Linked DNA regions of Danio rerio: region 2 is linked to region 1. Evidence: chromatin contacts called from public Hi-C data. All regions are on one chromosome and are shown on one strand. The core of a region is the stretch at or near the end of the contact, and the rest is flanking DNA. Distances in the headings are between cores, read along the strand shown. Region 1 overlaps si:dkey-250d21.1. Region 2 overlaps uvrag (UV radiation resistance associated gene).

Region 1 (2,891 bases), core at 136-2,635:
ATTACAAATTAGACCTGTACACTTTAAGTATAATCACATGATTGTTTTATTGGTGTTTTGTCTTTTTTTATTATTATCTGTTTTTCCTTTTACATATGTGGCATGAAAAAAGAGGACTGCCAATTGGGACCAATGTCTTGCCAAAAAAAAAAAAAAAAAAGAAAGAAAGAGAGAGAATAGGATGCCCTTGTGGGCTCTTACTGCTTTGTGCCTTTATGCAAAAACCCTACATAAGTCTTTAAATCAAGAGACAAAAAGTCTGGATGGACATTTTCACCCCAGACTTTTTGGAAATTTCCGAATATCTTCAGGAACTTTTAAAGACTTCAAATCACGTAAATCCTCTAAAATGCATTGGGGGGGAAGTTCATCACAATGAATTACGCTGGTTGTGTTATATTGTCACAATGTCATCCCATGGCACAAACAAAAAACGAGTCTGTCTCTGTATCATTATGTGTTACAATGGTTGATTTGTTTGCAGTTTTATTTAGATCAATGGATTTTTCTGTAAACATTTCTCCCATAAGCCCTCCTCATGAAGGAAGCATTCATATATATTTGACTAAAATAAACAAAATTGTTGAAAATAAGCCATGCATTTATTTTAAAGTTTTTGTCTGACGCTGTAATGTTTAAGGGTGTTCACAAGATGGCAGTGTATGCCTTTCCCAGTTTTGGGAGTACTTGTTAGTAAGTAATGGTTCATCCATTTTTGCACTAGGATTTTTACCTCCACTAATTTAACAAGAAGATTCATTTAGTCACTATAAATCAAGAAAAATGTCTTTGAAATTTATTAATTAGTGATTGATTAGATTTTGTTTCATTTTCTCCAATGCCATGAATGTAATGCTGGCAGGTTCATTATTGTTTTATTTAATAATAGCCACTCACTCCATTGTTAATGGTATAATATTTAACAATTTTGTGGTTGTTGTCTAACATCTCATGTCATTGTCCTTATTTATTTAGTACCTTACTTAGGTAGATTTTAGTTCTTTAATGCGTACTGATTTATCCTTTGCCATTTTTTCTTTCTTTAAACTAAGAAAAATCTTGTTTCTGTTCACTACTTCCTGCCGGTTTCCTCTACTCTCCCACTAAGTCAACGTAGTTAATGATTAATGTCTCCACTTTATAATGCTTTTTAAAAAAAGAGTTTAGGCTTTTCAAAAAGTAGCTTTGGCCCCCTGTAGCCTGTTGATGATTTGCAGTCATTCTTTAACCCCTTGGTTCATGGACTGCAGATCCATCACAGAATATTGTTTTCAGGAGTAGAATTTGAAATGTCGTTGAGAAGCAATCAGTCTCTCATTTCCATGTAACCTTGGACCTATGATTCACCCTTGGGGACTAGAGCTTTTGACCTTTTAGGGTCATATCTTGTGAGAGCGGCAGTAGATGTGGTTGAAAAGCCAGGAACATAAAGCTATTAACAGACAACGTCACAGTAATTGCAACTACAAATCAATCAAGCCCTTGTTTATCACTTTATTGTGGCAGGATGACAGAGTCAAGATGACTATGACTTGCCGTCCAAAGAAAGTAGTAGAGTAGTGGTCTGAAATCAATGAAGACTATTTCTTTAAGAATGCAAGATACTTGATTTTTATTTCTTTTCGCCATAGAGTAGGACTTTCAAGTTTCCGCCAAGGGCCTAAGTTTACTCCAAGACAAATATGTCGTTTTTTTTTTTTTTTAAAGAATCAACTCTTAATCAAACCATTTTGTTCAAATGCATTCATACTCTTATCCTTTTCTGTTGTTAATTGGTAAAGAGTGGTTAGACAATAGCGCAACACATGTCTATCCCAAAAACAATTGCTTCCCAAAGGATTTTTTGATGCGGCATTGGATAATGCCCTGACAAGCCAAGTCCTTGTCCGTCTTTCATCGACAAATGCATTTTGCATACCATGGTGGTTTTGATTTTCTCCCTATTTTCCACAAGAAATAAATTATCATCTGTGTGATCTTCTGGCCAGATTGTTGTGAATGTTTTGTTATACTCATTGTGCACAATGTTATATACAGTATTTAAATATTTAACTCATTTTTCTCATCTTTAGCCCCCCCTTAAATTCAAATGAAGAAAAAAAGTTGCAACACTCAGTGTCAGGTGAGTTTCTATTTTTGTTACTTTTAGCTACTTTACTGTAGATCGGAAGACATATCCGACTTAAATAGCTAGCAAATCAGTTGCAACCTGCTCTTTATAAATACAGTACTATTATTGTTCATTTTTTTCTTTAACTTAAAAAGGCCATGTAAGTCCAACTTAAACAGTTTACAATGAACATATTACACAAAGATCACTTATATATATATATATATATATATGTATATATATATATATATATATATATATATATATATATATATATATATATATATATATGTATATATATATATATATGTATATATATATATATGTATATATATATATATATATATATATATATATATATATATGTATATATATATATATATATATGTATATATATATATATGTATATATATATATATATGTATATATATATATATATATATATACATATATATATATATATGTATATATATATATATATGTATATATATATATATATGTATATATATATATATATATATATATACACGTATATATATATATATGTATATATATATATATATATATATATATATATATATATATATATATATATATATATATATATATACATACATATATATACACACACACACATTGTTTTGTAAGCCTTTTCCAGGCTAATAACAGGAGCCTTAATACCTCAGGAGCCATTAACAGCAGCTGAAATACTGAGATACTTTATTTTCTTGCGATCCGCTATCTGAGAATAGTGCATTTCCTCTCTCTCTCTCATGTCCAA
Region 2 (3,006 bases), core at 203-2,702, 240 kb after region 1:
GTGGAAATCAATAGAATATATATTGAAGGACAGCTTTTATCCACTGACAGAATCCCACTGAGTGGATGGACAACATGCACTCTTCATTTCTTTCTGTTCAGTAAGAAAGAAAAACAGGATTGGCACAACATGAGAGTGAAGAAATGCTAACAAAATCCTTTTTATTTATGTACAATGGAACCAAACATGTGAAATACACTGGCCAGGCCACAAGATGGCAATTTGTAAACTCAGTAGTGTGTTTGTGGGGTCAGTTGTACCACTGAGTGTGAATAAACTCGATTTTGTTATGTGAATCAATAAACATTAGTTTTGAAACAGATTTTCATTGTAAAATCCTTGTGAAACAGAGGCCCCAGCTTTGCCGCAGTCTCTTTGTTCATGCAGCGAGACAAATGACAGCTCTGAAAAATGGCAGCCAGCTTTACGTCACCACACTGTCTTGATAAGATGACAACTCAAAACACAGTTGGAGAATAACAGGAACTTAATAAACCCCTCGCAGACTACATGACGACTTCTCCACTTATGTCTTGTTTTCTTTATTCCAGCACGCCATTTGTCAGTCATTATGAAAACTTTGTTAAAAACATGATTTTTAAGAGGCTGCAGAGGTTATCGATTATATGAAAAAGGAACGCTTCGTTGGAAAAGTGCAAAGAGAGCCAATGGAGACTTTACACCACAGAAAACAACTCTAAATTTAAAAGCAGCTGGAAACAGTAGCCCACCTATTAAGTCATTGACGATGATTGTCCGCCAACTCTCTTTTTTGCATCTGTGAGAACATTTTTTCATTTTTATTTGGTAAAGAGCTCTTGTCAGCGGAGCTAAGGACTTGGCAGGCGTAGACTGGATGGTTTCAAAAGAACATGTTCCTGAAAAACCTGGAGTCTAGTGTAGGAAGCTTAAGGTATGATATGTATTCACCCCAAGATCATATATTTTCAGATTTAGACGTCTAGCTTTTTCACCAAAAAGATCATAAATTCAAGTTATGCTTCCAAAAAAGGTGCAGGGAATACCAAACTACCAGATGATATAGAATTGGCTCTTCTTGGAACAAATTTCTGGCTCTTGGTTAGACTCGAGGCTCAAGGGAAACCCTTCATCTGTTTGTAGGCTTTCCCTTTTTCCATAGAGCAGTAAACAAACATACAAACACATGCAGACACACCCGCATCGTTAGTGGGCCACTGGAGACTGGGGACTACCTTTTCTGGCACATATATATTTAGTGGCTCTCTCTCCTTTTTGCGGTGTGAGGCGAACCCCTTGCTGCCGACCTAAAACCGTGGAAATTCAATTACAGCCATTTAAGTGTTTCATAAAGCCATAGGAGGCTAGCCAGAGGTATGCTTATAAAACCAGGAGCAAGTGAAGGTGGCGAGTGCTAACGGTCCTGCGCTCTCCCTGTAGCTCTCAGTTTATACTCCCTCTTTCCATCTGTCCCCCTTTCCTCGCTTAGAAACACTGAATGGGTTACCAGGAGGACAATGACAGACAAAACAACAGCCCCAGATATACTCGTAAATCACGGCGGGTTGGCTGAAGTCCCGGTACTAAGAGTAGGCCGCTGTTTCTGAGCTTTACGCGCATCCAAAAGCTCATATGGAAGACCCACATGGACATCCAGGAAACACTAGCCATTTCAGAATCCATTGACAGACAAATGTGCAAGAAATGGAGAGAGGAAGAGAGTTAAAAATTTATCTAAAGCTGGAGGAAAAATCTGGTGTGCCTCAGGGCTCTGTCTTAAGGCCAATTTATGTATTTTTGTCCTGTCAGTGTTTACTCGCTCTAATCTCTTTCCAAAGCTGTTACTTCTCTGTTAGAAAGCTGTTATTCTTACTTGGAGCACTAAGAAAATATTAGATAATTGTTTTCCATCAAACTATTCCTTGCTTTTTGTACCAATGTGGACTGAGGCTTTTGAGCATCAAAATGATATGCGTGCGGATCATAAAACCTGTGTACAATATTTAAAATCTTTTAAAGCAGAGGTCCCCAAGCTTTTTATCACCACGAATCGGTCAACACAAGGGGGGTGAGGGTTAGAAGAAAGTTGGATTTACATAGATGCTAGGCAACCATTAACCGTTTTCTCATAGGACGACAAGCTGACAAAACATTGATGCAACTTTAAGTTTTATTTACGGAGAAAATTAAAAGGCACTGCGGTGTTTGGGTGTTCTGTGTTTGTCTGAGGTAAACAGTGTGACGTAATCTACCGTAATATGTATATTCCATACAAAGTACGAAGCTGATTGGTCAATTCTTGTCATGTGATTCGTAGCATTCCGAAAATTTGAGATGTTTTCAACTGGGTGCGCCTGGAAAACGTGATAAAGTCGTTCCTAATATGCGAACACAAGCCACGCACCTCCATTTGAAATAATGAACTTACACACGAAAAAGACGCCACAATGGGTTGCGGATCCATTTCTTGGCAATTCATAGGCCTTTCACTAGGCCTTTTTCCCTTCATAAAGAAATTTTCCAAAGATGTCTGTTTCCTACTCATTTTGCTAGCTTATGGGTTAAATTTTGCTACTTAAATGACTGAAGGCTGGTTTATACTTTAGTGTTGAGTGATCAGCGTGAACCACGTGCATTTATAATTTCAAGTGCTGTTTGTGTTGCTTTGCAATAACACTTTCAAAACGCTAGCTGGCAGTGAGGTTTTTATGTTCCTTTGTCGAGTTTCTTTACTGGTGTTTTGCTTTTTCTCAACGCTACCTTAATGTACAAGTAGGTAAAACTCGCTAATTCTGAGGTGGGAACCGGCGGACGTGCAACAACTTTATTCATAAGGTAAACACAAAATAAAACTTTCCATCTGAAGCTCCTTCACAGGACTTAACGTTTGTAAACCATCGCTCCAACGGGTTCGTGCGTCTCTTGATTCCGCCAACACTTTTCAGCGCTACCAAGCCAGCCAATCACAAAGCTTGCGCTACACTTCATTGTGATGTGTAGTTACTTTTTTTATGCAACCGTGCGAAG

What was found. Hi-C and Micro-C count contacts between places; a contact is called where the count stands out from the background.
Region 2: a contact with region 1 is called in a Hi-C map of embryo, with 1.9 times the contacts expected there. The contact joins two enhancer-like sites.

The regions. Positions count from the first base shown.
Region 1 is chr10:37,081,261-37,084,151 of GRCz12tu, forward strand. si:dkey-250d21.1 reads left to right here. Exons shown (of 14, transcript XM_002663575.8): 14 at 1-593. It also overlaps a transcript of lhfpl6 not described here. Among named protein-coding and RNA genes, the nearest start is that of si:dkey-250d21.1, 18 kb to the left of the region's middle. Within about 2 kb of position 1,386, at least 9 of the 62 cell types and tissues checked have an H3K27ac peak or open chromatin away from gene starts, as enhancers often do.
Region 2 is chr10:37,320,394-37,323,399 of GRCz12tu, forward strand. The region is part of intron 13 of uvrag (UV radiation resistance associated gene); the gene reads right to left. Among named protein-coding and RNA genes, the nearest start is that of uvrag, 170 kb to the right of the region's middle. Within about 2 kb of position 1,453, at least 7 of the 62 cell types and tissues checked have an H3K27ac peak or open chromatin away from gene starts, as enhancers often do.